Linked DNA regions of Mus musculus: region 2 is linked to region 1. The links are chromatin contacts, called in public promoter capture Hi-C maps. All regions are on one chromosome and are shown on one strand. Each heading gives the region's core, a stretch centred on a gene start, on an enhancer-like site or on the middle of the called end of the contact. The rest is flanking DNA. Distances are from core to core; before and after follow the strand shown. Region 1 overlaps Cyp2f2 (cytochrome P450, family 2, subfamily f, polypeptide 2). Region 2 holds the start of Mia (melanoma inhibitory activity).

Region 1 (6,939 bases), core at 1,979-4,478:
AGTTTCCTGGAAATGGTGGTTGTGAATTGCTATGTGGATGCTAGGAATCCAACCTGGGTCCTTTGGACGTGCTCTTAACTGCTGAGACATCTTTCCATTCTGAAAATGGGTTTATTATTAATTTTTTCCCCCAAGCTCGAGTTTCTGTGCTGCAAAGATGGAGCACTAGGGATTTGAAAAGGTGGGACTCTACCTAGGTCCCCTAGAGATAGGTGCTAGATGCTGTTGTTGAGGTCTGAGAAATGGATGTGGGCCACCCTTGGTCCTGAGCTTTGTAGAAGCAGACGCGGGATTTCTGAGTGGGGGTGTGCTGGGGTGCAAAGTGGGGTGGGGTGGGAGTTGGGGTGGAGTGTTTGGAGAGGGTGTCCTCCAAGAATGGTATTTTGGCCTCAGGAGATGTTTAGATAAAATTCCAGAGCCCAGTAGTTCTGGAAAGGGGTCTGAGGAAGGGGCTTGAGATAGGAAGGTGTATGGAGTTCCGATCTCTTCTGATATGAAGGAACTCTGTTTTAAAGCATCTAAAATGGCTAAGCCAGGGGTGGTAGAATTCCAATACACTGGAGGAGGAGGCAGGAGCTTCGGGAGTTCAAGTCCAACCTCAGTCACGTAGGGAGTTCAAGGTCAACCTGGGCTATAAGGGAACCCCCCCCCCAAAAAAAAAAAGACTGGGGAGATGGTATTAAGGGCACTGGCTACTCTTGCAGAGAACCTGTGTTCAATTCCCAGCACCCTCTTGATGCCTCCCAACCATCTGTATATTCAGTTCCAGAGGCCACAGCGCCCTCTTTTGGCCTCCTTGGGCACTGCATGCATGTGGTACACAGCCATTTAGGGGAAACACCATACATGTAAAAAACAAAATTAAATATTGGAAAAAAATATTGGCAACTTCCCACCTCTGCTGATTGGTACCCTGGGAGCTGATTGCTAGGGTCTAGGGTACCTCTTAGCCAATTACAAAAGCTTGAGGTACCCTTCCTAGGTTACCCCTATGTCATTTTAGGAGCCCAGCACACCTTGGGTATCAGGAAGCCCCGGAAAGGTGTGTCCCGAGTGACACGGTGAGGCAGGTTCATGGGGATGACGTCAGCAAAGCGTTGCACTTCGTGGATCACTGCATCTGTGTAAGGCATGGATGTACGGTCTTCCAGCGTCGGCATCCGCGAGCGCCCCACCACACGGTCAATCTCTTCCTGCACGCGGGCTGGAGGTAGAAGGAGAAGGTAGTGAATGATGGTCTCTGAGGAACCGCTGGGACTGGGGCAGGTTTGTGGGAGTTCATGGGACAGGATCAAGTCAGAGCTTTTCTAGTTGTAGGCAGTGGCCTGTCATCATTGCACGCAGGAAGCTGAGGCAGGAAGATAGCTGTGAGTTCTGGTTAGTCTGGGTTTCAAAGCATTTGTTTTCAAGAGGGAAAAATGTTGATTGTTGCATGGGTTTCTGGGTGTGAGTTTGTGTAGGTGGGCTTTAGGGCTGTTTGGATCCTAGGATCCTCATTTGATTTCTGGAAGGGCTTTGAGGCTCATGGACCTAGTGTGTGGGCAGTGCAGCTATCTCCCGCAAAGCCAGGAAGACACCCAGGAGGCGGAGCCTGGGGAAGGGGAGGCTTATGTGCTGGAGGGAGTCATGTTATTCAGAAGAGTTCAAGGTTCTTAGCAGACCTTGTGACTGGGTCTCAGGGGCGGGGTTTTGAGATGACAGAGGAAGAAGGATTCAGAGGCCAGACAGACAGTCGCATGTGTTGTGGGCAGGGCCAATAGTACTCAGGTATGGTCGGGAATGGCACTGTGTGGACCCTGAGGGCCTCTTAGTTGGTTTGGCTTGTATGAGAGGGTTGTTAATGGAGGGCTCTACTAGACCCTCTGGACGGGGTAGGGTGGGGGTGGAGGGTAGGAGAAGGGAGGAGGTAATGTAGAGGGGACATTGCTGCCCGTGTACCTTGCACTTTGGGGTATTTCATAAGAATAAGGAAGGCGTGACGCAGTGTGGTGCCCACGGTTTCTGTGCCACCGAAGAGCAGGTTGTGTGTGGTCATCAGCAGGGTATCCATATTGAAGTGGCTCAGTGGGTCTTGCTTCTCCTGTGGTTGAAGGATGGTACTATGAGTCAGGGACTGGGAGAAGCTTATACTTCGGAGCCTCTGTGATCCACTCAACTGCTACCGTCACTAGTCGCTGGCTCTGTCCCTCTCTTGAGCTAACTTTTTTTTTTTTTTTTTTTTTTTTTTTTGGTGGGAGCCGGGTAGTGTGAAGGGAGAGAGAAAAAGTGACAAGGCCCAAGGTGAACAATTTGGCCAACCACAACGGCTTAATAATTTGTTAATTGGTAGTCGCTTTGGGCAGCTGTCCAGCAGGGCCAGGTGCCACAGCTTCAGGACTCTACCCAAACTGAGATCTGTGCACGTTTGAGGCGGGGAGCGGGAGGGGGCAGCAGGAGGGCTTCACACCAGCCTAGAGGGAGAATCTTCATCCTACAGCTACCTGTGCCATCTTTGTGAGGAAGCAGTCGATGAAGTCCCGGGGAGAGTTGGGGTCCAGGGAATCCTGGTGTTCGCGGACGCTGCGGGCAATGAGATCTTTCATGCCTCCAAAGTTCCGGAACAAGCGTTTGTGTGGCCCAGGTATCCAATCAAGGACACTTGGGAAGATGTTGTACATCTGGGGACCAGAGTTGGAGAGGCTTCGTGAAGCAAGCTTGGGGGTTGATGGATAGGCTAAGCAAAGCAAACTTAAATCAACTCTGACCTGGTCTTGTCATGGGCAGCCAAGTTCTGCAAGGGTGGAACGAGAGTGGGAGGGAGGGGGGCAGGACAGAGGAGGATGGGTGGACCGTGTAACTGGGGGTGGGGTTTTAAGGAGGAGTTCTTTCTATTTTGTCTAGCTTGGTCAGGAACTTGTGGCAATCCTCTCCCCTCGGCCTCCTTAGTATGGGGTTTATAGGCATGTATCTCATCACTGGCCCCTGGTACATTTTTGGACCCTGTGGACCCATGATCCCATCTGGTTGACCTCCGAGTGCTTACCTCGCCCCAAGGGCTGCTCATAATCTTGAAGTTGTCATTGATAAAGTGGATGATGGTGAGCAGACGCTCATCGTCATAGTCGAAGCGACTTCCGAAGACGACAGAGCAGATAATGTTGGACACAGAGCGGCTCAGGATAAACACGGGGTCAAAGGGCTTGCCTGAGGTGGAGAGATGAAGTAGGTCAGTGTGAAGCTCTGCCAATACAACATGTGCCAGATGGAGTGCTCCCACGATTCCTGCTTGCTCAGAATTCACCCACCGTGAGACAGCACCTCACAGTCCAGAATGCTCTCACGAGGCCACGCAATGTGCAATATGACAGGCCACGCAATGTGTGATATGACAATACTCCTAAATAATTTGGCAATGTCATGTACAACAAAACTCTTGCAGAACAAGAATACATTACACTGCCCACAGCACGGCACACAGGTATCATAGCCAACAGCTGCCCACAAAATCACCAGTGAGTACAGCCAAAGAGTCCTAAGGGTGGTTAGCACCTGTAACCCCTGCTGAGGCAGGATGGTTGCCTCAAGTTTGAGGTCAGCCTGGGTTATAAGGCTCAAAACTGTCTCAAAATCAGACAGCTAGGGACCAGAGGGCTTCCTCAGGCTATTAATGATTGCCTATAACTCCAGGAGATCTGACCTTCCTTATGACCTTGGCAGGCACCCCTGAACACTCTGCATGCCACAAACACATATGCATACAAGTAAACCCTAAATTAATAAAAAAAATAGACATTTGTTTATAGTGGTTGACCTCTGCAATCTCAGCACTTGGGAGGCAGAGGGTAGGGATCAGGAGTTCCAGGTTATTCTTGGTTGCATAGAGAGTTTGAGACCACCCAGGGCTATGAGAGACTTTGTCTCAATGAAAGAAACCAAACCAAACCTCATAAACCAACCAAGCACAAAATATGCCAGTACAGACAGCCCAGGGACATCCCAAGGCGCAGTCGCAATGTACCACCTCATGGTGTCAGTATACTCCAACATCCGGCTGCCAACATACAGCAGTAACTCACAGCAACTCATAGGATAGTGCAGAACACACTGTAGTATCCTGGCAGCAGAAGAGGTGATGCATAGTAAGTTAACATTGGGGTGCAGCAGACTCACAGTGAAGTGTCATACACAATGCCAGAGGACAACTTTACCTCAGGATAGACCACAAACATATTGTCTAACCTCTTATCATTCAACAGCCAAACACACTATAGGATACAATAAAAGCAACAAATGCTAGGTCAGGTGGTGCAGGAGGCCTGTAATCCCAGCACTTGGGAGACTGAGGCAGGAGGCTCATTGTGAGTTCCAGGCCAGCCTGGGCTACAGAGTTTCTGTTATGAAAACAAACAAACAAAACTCACATTTCAACACAACATTTAAGGTGTAAGAGCAGAAAGTCCAGAAAACAGTTTCTGGAGGTAGGACTTTGCTTTGATTCTAGTGTGGGCTCTTAGTCTCCATGTTTTTTTTTTTTTTTTTTTTTTTTTTAAATCTGAACCTCAGTTCCCATCCATAAAATGGGCGTGGTGATAGACTCCTCCTCATGGAGCTCTTAGAAAGAGTCAGGGAAATTTATAACTGAGACTTGATCCATCATGGGGCTGCTACAAAGCAAACTGCTGTGGAAGGTGGAACACTGGACATCACGAGAGTCCATCTCCCCACCCCAGGATCTTACCTTAGATGTGATGTTATTCAGAGTTTTGTAATATGGGGCTGGAGAAATGGCTCAGTGGTTAGGAATATGGACTGCTCTTGCAGATCACATGGGTTTGGTATTCAGTACCTACACTGGGCAGCTCACAATTGTCTATACCTCAACTCTAGGCGGACCCAATGCCTCTGGTCTCTTCAGGCAGCTGCACTCATGTGCATACACCTCCCCCAGACACATAATTTAAAAAGATCTTAAAATCTCAAAAATAAATTTGATAATGAGACTATTCTGAATTACCTGGGTGGACCTTAGTAAGGTCCTTATAAAGAAGAGTTAAGTGCATATAAAACAAAGTGTGTTAGCTGGATTGGTGGTGGCACACGACTTTAAGCCCAGCACTCAGGAGGCAGAGGCAGGTAGATCTCTGAGTTTGAGCCCAGCCTGGTCTACAGGCAAGTTCCAGGACAGCCAGGGCTACAGAGAGAAATCCTATCTTGAAAAAAAAAAAAGTGTGTTGGTGGGGAAAATGAGGAAGAGGAAGAGGAAGAGGGAGGTAGGGAGAGAGAGAGAGAGAGAGAGAGAGAGAGAGAGAGAGAGAGCATTCTATTGACCCCCTTAGTACTTTGAATCTATAAAACCATGAAAAAGAATGAATCTGGCTGGGTGTGGTATCTTGCACCTGTAATTGAAGCACATGGGAGAGAGGCAGGAAAATTGCTATGAGCTCGGGCTACAGAGTGACAACCTAGGTAAAACAAGCAAACAATTTGTGTTATATTAATATAGTGCATTTGTGCCAATTGAAAAAATAAATTTTTATGTATTTGGTGTGTGCATGTGAGTGAGTGAGTGTGTGTGTGTGTGTGTGTGTGTGTGTGTGCACACGCGATGACATGAAAATGAAGGTCAGAGGACATGCTCTCTCCTTCCACTGTCTTGGCCAGGCTTGGTACCAAGTACCTTTGTCTGCTGAGACATCTCACTAGCCGCATTTGTGGGAATGTATCAGAGCGTTAAGAAGCTAACATAAGCAGCTATGACCACGCTTACGTCACATGTGATCCCAATTTTTTTCTCCCAAATCCAGTAAGATTTGGAGAGCAGGGAAGAGTTGTTGTGGCTGTTTTTTGTTTTGTTTTGGTTTGTTTGTTTTTTCCCCCCTGCATTTCTGTTTCTTCTGTAAAATGGGGCAGATTCTGAGACTCCGTCGGTTTATGTGATTTTCTTTTCTTGTTCAGGAACTTGATGTACTGTGAAGACTGGCCATGAACTCATGATCCTCTTGTCTCAACCTTCTGAGTGCTAATGAATTTTTTAGAGAGATGAGCATACCCAAGGGTCTTGGAACTGTAGAAAACTGTGATTTTGTAGAAAACTGTGATTTTGTTTGAACTTTGTATTGCTGACATAGAACTGAGGTCTTATGCACACTAGGCAAGAACTTTGCCACTGAGCCACACCCCCAGCCCCTCACTGGAGGATTCTAGCCAGGGGCTCTACCACTGAGCCACACCCCAGCCCCTCACTGGGGGATTCTAGGCAGGGGCTCTCCCACTGAGCCACACCCCCAGCCCCTCACTGGGGGATTCTAGGCAGAGGCTCTACTATTGAACTATGCCCCCAACCACCTCCTGTGGGATTCTAGGAAGGTGTTCTACCTTCTTAATTATAAATCCCATAAGAAATAAAATGATCAACCCCCAAAGATATTTAGTTTTAATTATGTGTGTGCACATACATGTGTGTGGATGCCCGGAGGCCAGAGGGTGTTGGATCCTCTGAAGGTGGAGTTATAGGAAGTTGTGAACTACGACGTGAGTTCTGGGAACTGAACTGAAATCCTCTGCAGGAGCAAGAAGTGCTCTTAATCACAGAGCCATCTCTCTAGTCCTCTTTCCCCTCGCCCCCTGACATTTTTTATTTTTGAAACAAGGCCTCATGTAGCATAGGCTGGTGAAGGTGGAGTTATAGGAAGTTGTGAACTACGACGTGAGTTCTGGGAACTGAACTGAAATCCTCTGCAGGAGCAAGAAGTGCTCTTAATCACAGAGCCATCTCTCTAGTCCTCTTTCCCCTCGCCCCCTGACATTTTTTATTTTTGAAACAAGGCCTCATGTAGCATAGGCTGGTTTCAAACTCACTATTTATCCAAGAATGATCTTGAAGTCTTGGCCCTCCTGCCTCCACCTCCTGAATTCTGGAATTACAGGTATGCACTACCACATCCAGGTCCAGCTGTGATA
Region 2 (6,939 bases), core at 3,607-6,106, 52 kb before region 1:
GGCAGTGCAAAGATGCTGAGGTGGGAGAGCTTCAGTGGAGCACTGGGGGGGAGGGGAGGGGGTGCCACCGTGCCAGGTAGCCATGTGCTCATGAGATGGTGGGCACTGACGGCTGCTCTGGTCACATGGATCTTGAATGAAGTTTGTATGTGATTGGTCCCCATCCTCTAACACACACTGGAACCCTGTAGACTGAGCTGGCCTCAAACTCAGATCCACCACCTGCCTCTGCTGCCCAAGTGCTGGGATTAAAGGTGTGTGTCACCAATTTGTTGATGCTTTTTAAATCCTCGTGTGTTTGAACTGGTGACCCACTTGAAAACCCCCCTTCTTCCATCCCTTCCCCTCCAGCAGTACATTTCTGATTGAATCCAGAGTTCAGGAACCTACAGTACTTTTTCCCATCTTCATTATTTTAGGTGGGGTCTTAGACTGCTCACCCAGCCCCCACTCACTGTAGCCTGAGCCAACACCCCCTCACACACACCACCACCACTGGAGATGTTTATAAGCATCTCCCATCACATCCAGCTTCTTCCATCGCCACGGAGCGTCCATCACATGTAATGGCTGTAACTCTGGCGGTTGGAGGGAGGTGTGATAGTAAAACTAGCAACCTTTTTTTTTCACAATTTCACAGTCTTATTTCCATTTCTTCCCCCTCATCCTTTGTAGAAAGCACAAAACCTCTTGGCTAATATACTGCCCTGCCCCCACCCAGGGTAGGGTGGGGTGGAGGATGGAGATATGTACGACTTGCACTTTCTGGTATCCCAAGTTTCGTGTCCTGGTGCCCACTTGGGGTCGTAGCTGTCTGTCTATAACTCCAGTCACAGGGGGATCTGCTGCCCTCTCCTGGCCTCCACAGGCACTGCACTCATGCACATATACCCATCCCCTACTTACCTAAACATAAAGTCTTAAAAACATTTTTTCCCCTCTGATGTGGGCTATGCATTCTAGGTTGACTTCAAATTCACAATCCTCCTGCCCCAGACTCCCAGATGCTGGAACTATAGGTATGTGGTAGCACACTTGGTTCTTCCACATCCGTGAGTAGCCAGCGACATTAGCACTGTGCTTTGAGTCCCTTATAAAGTATAGTCATGACTTGGACACAAGCCACAAGAGCCTCGGTCTGCTTACATAGATGGTGCTTGGCTGACATACACAACGTGCGTGGATAAAAATGTGCTGAAATGGAAGCGGGTGAGATTTCATTGCATTGTTCAAAATAACATAGAATTCATAATTAACAAATTACGCCTAGAAGTTTTTATTTAACATTTCCAGACCAAAGGGTATCTGAAACCATAGTAAGTCAAAGGGTGGATAAGAATGGTGAAGGGTTTCTGGATAATAATAAAAATGAGATGTTATATGCATTATTAAAGACAAAGGCTGCCTTTCGTTGGCTTTGGCAGGTGGCAAGCTGGGAGGGCTGGGGATGACTCAGTGGTTAAGAGCACTGTCTGCTTTCAGAGGACCAGAGTTAGAGTCTCAGCACCCACATGTCAGTAACTCCACCCCGAGGGGATCCACGGGCATGAATACAACATGCATTCCGACTAAACTCCCATACACACAGTCACACACACAAAACTAGGCTGGGGAGAGGTCCCTGAGTCAGCCCTCCTCATCACCTCCCCCTACCCCCATAGTCCACAGTCCAATTTTTACAAGCAATTGCACGCTTCGGGGCGTTTACCGGGGCTTGGGCGGGCATCCCTCAAGTCCAGCCATCGGATGAAAGTTCCATATTTCATGACCTGTTGGTTGCAGCCTCAGACTTAAAGTCAGACATACAGCTCCAAGATTTCTGACCCACCAAGAACCTAGTGGTATATATATATATATATTTTTTTTTTTTTTTTTCTGTTATGGGCACCAAAGTCCACATGCATGTCAGGTAAGTATTTTGGTGCCGAGTACATTGGAAACACTGAGTGGGTTTAAGTAAATTGAGTTTTGGGGGAATAGAGACATTTCTACAATAAGACAATATGGTGAGTGTACTTTTTTTTTTTTTTTTTTTTTTGGTTTTTAGAGACAGTTTCTCTGTATAGCCCTGGCTGTCCTGGAACTCACTTTGTAGACCAGGCTGGCCTCGAACTCAGAAATCCACCTGCCTCTGCCTCCCGAGTGCTGGGATTAAAGGCAGCGTTCACCACCACGCCCGGCTCGTGAGTACCTGCCTGTTTCTTTTGTCTAGGAAGGCCTGAATTTTCAGCTTTGCACATGGCTTATGCAGATGAGGTATCCTGTGTATCTCCAAATCGCTGGCAGTACTGACCATGCAGTTAGTTCCCTATATTGGAAGCTTACTTTTTAATTTTAGATTTATTTTATGTGTGTGAGTATTTTGCCTTCGAGTATGTTTATGTACCATGTGTAACCTCAGAGGTCAGAAGAGCATCAGATCCCCCGTGACTGGTGTTGCAGATGGTTGTGAGCCCCCACCATATTGGTGTTAGGAACTTAATTTGGGTCCTCTGCAAGAGCAGCAAGTATTAACCACTGCAGCCCCTGAGGGTTATATTTTTGTTTTTTTGAGACAAGCATGTGAATTTGAAGTCACTGTAACTGAGGGTGATTGTGAACTTCTGTCCTCTTAGCTCTACATCAATAATCCTGGGATTGTAAGTGGTACACTGCCTCACCCAGGTCATTTAGTGCGGTGGGTGGACCCCAGGGCCCGGCGGATGCCAGGCCAAGGAGTCTACCAATAGAGCTACATTTAGTCCCCTATGTATTAGTTAGTTGTCTCCCAGAGGCCTTCAGATTTTCATGCCTTGAATCTTCACAGTGCCAAGATTTGAAACTAGTATTTACAGTAAAATATCTACTGCCCAAAGAAACACTTTGATGTATTCTAAATTGGGAAATTCAAAACATGAGAACAACATGCTACCTCATGGTCTCTGCTACCAGCTTCATTTATTTACCAACTTGTGTCTAAAACTTCTCAAGGAAATCACCTCCTACACTTATTTTACAGTGGTCTTACTGTTTTAGTTTTTGTGGTTCTGGGCATTGAACCCAGGGCTTTGTACATACTAGACAAGCTCAGTCCTGGGCCCCTGACATATATTTTAGTTATAAATTATCATACATTATTTTTTGGCTTGGGAATTGAACCCAAGATTATCAGGCATTCAACCACTATGTTCCTGTCCTGTTGCTATGAAGAGACACCAGAACTAAAGTAAATTAAAGGCAGAGCATTTACTAGAGGTCTTGCTTATAGTTGAAGAGAATCAGTTCGTGGTGATTATGACAGCATGGCAGCAGGCAGGCATGATGCCAAAGCAATAGCTGAGAGCTTAAACCTGGCAAGATGAGGCAGTGAAAAGGAGAGGAAATGTGTGGGGGTGTGGTGGGGGGTCTGGCTTGGACTTTTTTTTTCATTAAAAAATTTTTTATTAGATATTTTCTTTATTTACATTTTAAATATTATCCCCTTTCCTAGTTTCCCCTCTGAAAATCCCCTCTCCCCTCCCCCATGGCTTGAGCTTTTGAAACTTAAAAGCTCACACCCAGTGACAGAACTCTACCAACAAGGTCATCTGCCAACCTTCCTAAACAGTTCCACCTACTGGGAACCAAACATTCACATATACTAGCCTATTGGGACCACCTTATTCAAACTATAACCATTAAGCTATAGTTTCAGCCTCAGTCTGTTGATTGCATCCTTGTGAGGTCACTAAACATGCTCTTTGGGCCTCTGTTCCTTGCACGTCTGTTCATGGACTGCTCCTTCTAAGAGGCATGTCAGGTCAGATAACAGTGATACTAAGAAACCCTGAAATAAATCTTTTTTTCCCCTTCCTGGTTCAGTTACCATAGACATACATTCTTTAGCTCAATTTCTTTGTGAACTGGGCTTGTCAGGGCTACTCCTGAGGCAATTCAGACCATCCCTGATATATACATATATGATTTTTACACATGCATATATATGTATGTGTATATATACATACATACATATATATAGTATATACACATATATATTTTGTGTGGGTGTACATACACACACATGCATATGATTTGCTGGTGCATGCCTTACCCACGTTTGGAAAGGCAGAGGCAGGTTGATCTCTTAAGAGTTTGAGGCCAGTCTGGTCTTTATAGGGAGTTCCAGGCCAGCCAGGGCTGTGCAGTAGTAGATCGGTGTCTCAAGAAAAAAGAGTGGGCTGGAAAGATGGCTCAGCGGTTAAGAGCAGAGCACGAGTGGGTCTTCCAGATGACCCAGGTTTGATTCCTAGCACCTAGCTCTGTAGCTCCAGTTCCAGAAGACTCAAGACCCTCTTCTGGCCTTTAAAAATACCAGGCACACATGCAGTACTCAGACATACATGCAGCAGTTGTTTGCTTTCATTGCTTTCTTTATAGATGAGTGGGTTGAAGCTCATAAGCTAGAATAGCTTAGCTTCTAGTGAGGAAGTAGCCTGTGAATGTGCACAGTGAGCCAGGTGGGACAGTGCCTAGCCTGAGGCCAGACGTTGAGTGTTTGCTCAGTACCTGGGAACCCTGGCTGTGGCTGCTAATCAAAGAACTGCCTTGTTCTCAGACCTCAGCACAGGAAATTCCAGGGTGGTTTTCTATACTGGCTCCTCTAGCTTGGTCTCTGGAGGGTCCAGGTACCTAAAACGACTTGAAGGTGGAATCAGATAGTCCAGCCTGCCTATCTGCGTCTCTAGTTATCCAGGGGGTGATCGCTACTTGGAATTGCCTGAATTGCTTTGGGCTCGAGTAGGCATTTTCTTTGGCCCATAGCCCTTACCCTCTCTCTAAAATGGTACTGGCTGGAGAACAACCTTGGGGAGTGGGTGAGGGTGAAATTTGGTTTGGGGCGGAGACAGGATCGAGAACACAGGTTTCCTTGATATTCAGCCTGGAAGGAGGGCAGGAGGAGCCCAGAGACCTCGTTCTTCACTTGGTCATTCTCAGTCCATGATGGTGTGGTCCCCAGTGCTCCTTGGCATCGTCGTCTTGTCTGTTTTTTCAGGGCCTAGCAGGGCTGATCGAGCTATGCCCAAGCTGGCTGACTGGAAGCTGTGTGCGGACGAGGAATGCAGCCGTAAGAGTCAGGGAACAAGGGAAGGGGGCTGAAGGCTTGGACTGCTAGTCTGTTTTGCAGTTGCTGTCATTTCCTTCTCCCTCCCCAGATCCTATCTCCATGGCTGTGGCCCTCCAGGACTACGTGGCCCCTGATTGCCGCTTCTTGACTATATATAGGGGCCAAGTGGTGTATGTCTTCTCCAAGTTGAAGGGCCGTGGGCGCCTTTTCTGGGGAGGCAGTGTGAGTCTTCAGAGAGTGATAATGGGAAGGGTGTGGGGTTTGTTTGGGTTTGTAAAGCCTTGTTTTCCATATGAAGGGAAGATTTGGGGGGAGGGGAAAACGAGATTTGGGGGAAGGAAGGACATTTTATTACTTATTGCATTTTTTTTTTTTTTCTTTAGAAATTACAGAGAAGCTTAGCGCCAAAGCTCTTTTTCATACCCGGGATACAACAGTGAACAAAGGGGTAGAGGCAGGCAACCAGCAAGCCATCAAAAGTGGCAGCAAACATGACATTGTGAGGATTAGTTGTAGTGGCAACATTCTATCCATGAGCAAATGGCATTTAAGCTGAGATTCAAGTAAGAGGGAAGATTGTACACAGGCGTTCAGCAAGCATAAGTGCCGTTTCCCCAGATGGACTTTTAACTTCTTCTCCAGGTTCAGGGAGGTTACTATGGAGACCTGGCAGCCCGCCTGGGCTATTTCCCCAGTAGCATTGTCCGGGAGGACCTGACTCTGAAACCTGGCAAAATTGATATGAAGACCGATGTGAGTGTCTTGGGGGTGGAGGTGGGAGTAGGATGATAGTTCCTTTATTTGCTTACCTGTTTATGAGAAGTAATTATTTTTGTTGTTGGTATGTACCCAAGCTGGCCTCAAAATCACTAGCCTCCAGTTTCAGCCTCCTGAGGGCTGCTGAGTTTACAGGCCCTGCCCAGTGCTGAGTGATCTCTAATTGGGAAATGGCAGAGGGTGCAGTACTGGAAGCTAATGTGTTCATTTCTGGGTGATCAAACCTAGTCCTTGCAGCTATAACTTTGTTAGAACCACTAGGCGCATTGCAATGTCATCACTGGTTGGTTTTCTATCTACTCTTTTTCAGCAATGGGATTTCTACTGCCAGTGAGCTCAGCCTACCGCTATCCCTGCAGTTACCCTTCCGGCTCTATGCAAATACAGCAGCCAATGGCAAACTATTTGTCTCTTTGGTTTTTGGGGTTGGGTGGGTATGTGCAAAGAATGTTTCACGGGTTTCTGAATATAGCCAATTAATGCCCTGAATGTTGTAACGTCAGTGGCTACTAGGCAGAATTTCACTTTGCAAGCCCTTTGCTCCAAGGTAAGGTTTGGGACCCCCAAGCAAGGGGGTAAACAGTACAATATATGTACGCTTTCCTCTCTTTTAAAGGGAGTTGAATCATTGGTATGAGCCAATAGATCCCGAGAAGCGCATAGAACGTACAGTTTTTTTGTTTTGTCTTTGTTTTGAGGGTTTCTCTATGTAGGCCCTGACTGTTCTGAAACTCACTATGTAGACCAGGTTGGCCTTGAACTCAGCGATACATCTGCCTCTGCTTCCTGAGTACTGGGGTTGAAAGCATGCGCGACCCCAGAGCCCGACCAACAGAGGTTTTTCTTGTAGATAGGGATAAATGTGCGCGTGTCCTCAGCTTTCCTCTTTCCGGTCTATGGGGTTAGAAATTACACTCAGCAGCCTGAGATCCATTCTTCCAACTCTGTCCATCCTGCCCTTGCTCCTTCTTGGCATTCTTGTCCCCGCCCCGTGCCTACGTATAACCAATACGGAGTCTAGTCTCTGCTCCCCGATATTTGACCAAATCCGTTCCACCGCTAGGGCAGCATCTCTGCCT

The links. Promoter capture Hi-C pulls out the DNA fragments that hold promoters and counts their contacts.
Region 2: a contact with region 1 is called in a promoter capture Hi-C map of liver. The contact joins the promoter of Mia here to the enhancer-like site in region 1. A contact is called at or near these places in 8 of 39 promoter capture datasets (3T3-L1-derived adipocytes, embryonic stem cells, epiblast stem cells and 3 more), 10 of 484 Hi-C or Micro-C datasets (Sertoli cells, embryonic stem cells, liver and 3 more), 5 of 115 datasets of contacts at active chromatin or transcription factors (all in embryonic stem cells) and 3 of 9 other capture datasets (adipose tissue, liver and pancreatic islet).

The regions. Positions count from the first base shown.
Region 1 is chr7:27,125,435-27,132,373 of GRCm38.p6, reverse strand. It overlaps Cyp2f2 (cytochrome P450, family 2, subfamily f, polypeptide 2), which reads right to left. Exons shown (of 10, transcript NM_007817.2): 5 at 3,023-3,183; 6 at 2,481-2,657; 7 at 1,939-2,080; 8 at 1,017-1,204. Among named protein-coding and RNA genes, the nearest start is that of Cyp2f2, 8.9 kb to the right of the region's middle. Within about 2 kb of position 3,228, at least 6 of the 459 cell types and tissues checked have an H3K27ac peak or open chromatin away from gene starts, as enhancers often do. A contact at or near this core is called in liver, where this site is marked.
Region 2 is chr7:27,179,066-27,186,004 of GRCm38.p6, reverse strand. It overlaps Mia (melanoma inhibitory activity), which reads left to right and starts at 4,856. Exons shown (of 4, transcript NM_019394.3): 1 at 4,856-5,083; 2 at 5,172-5,305; 3 at 5,726-5,836; 4 at 6,171-6,264. The coding sequence starts at 4,960. The coding sequence ends at 6,194.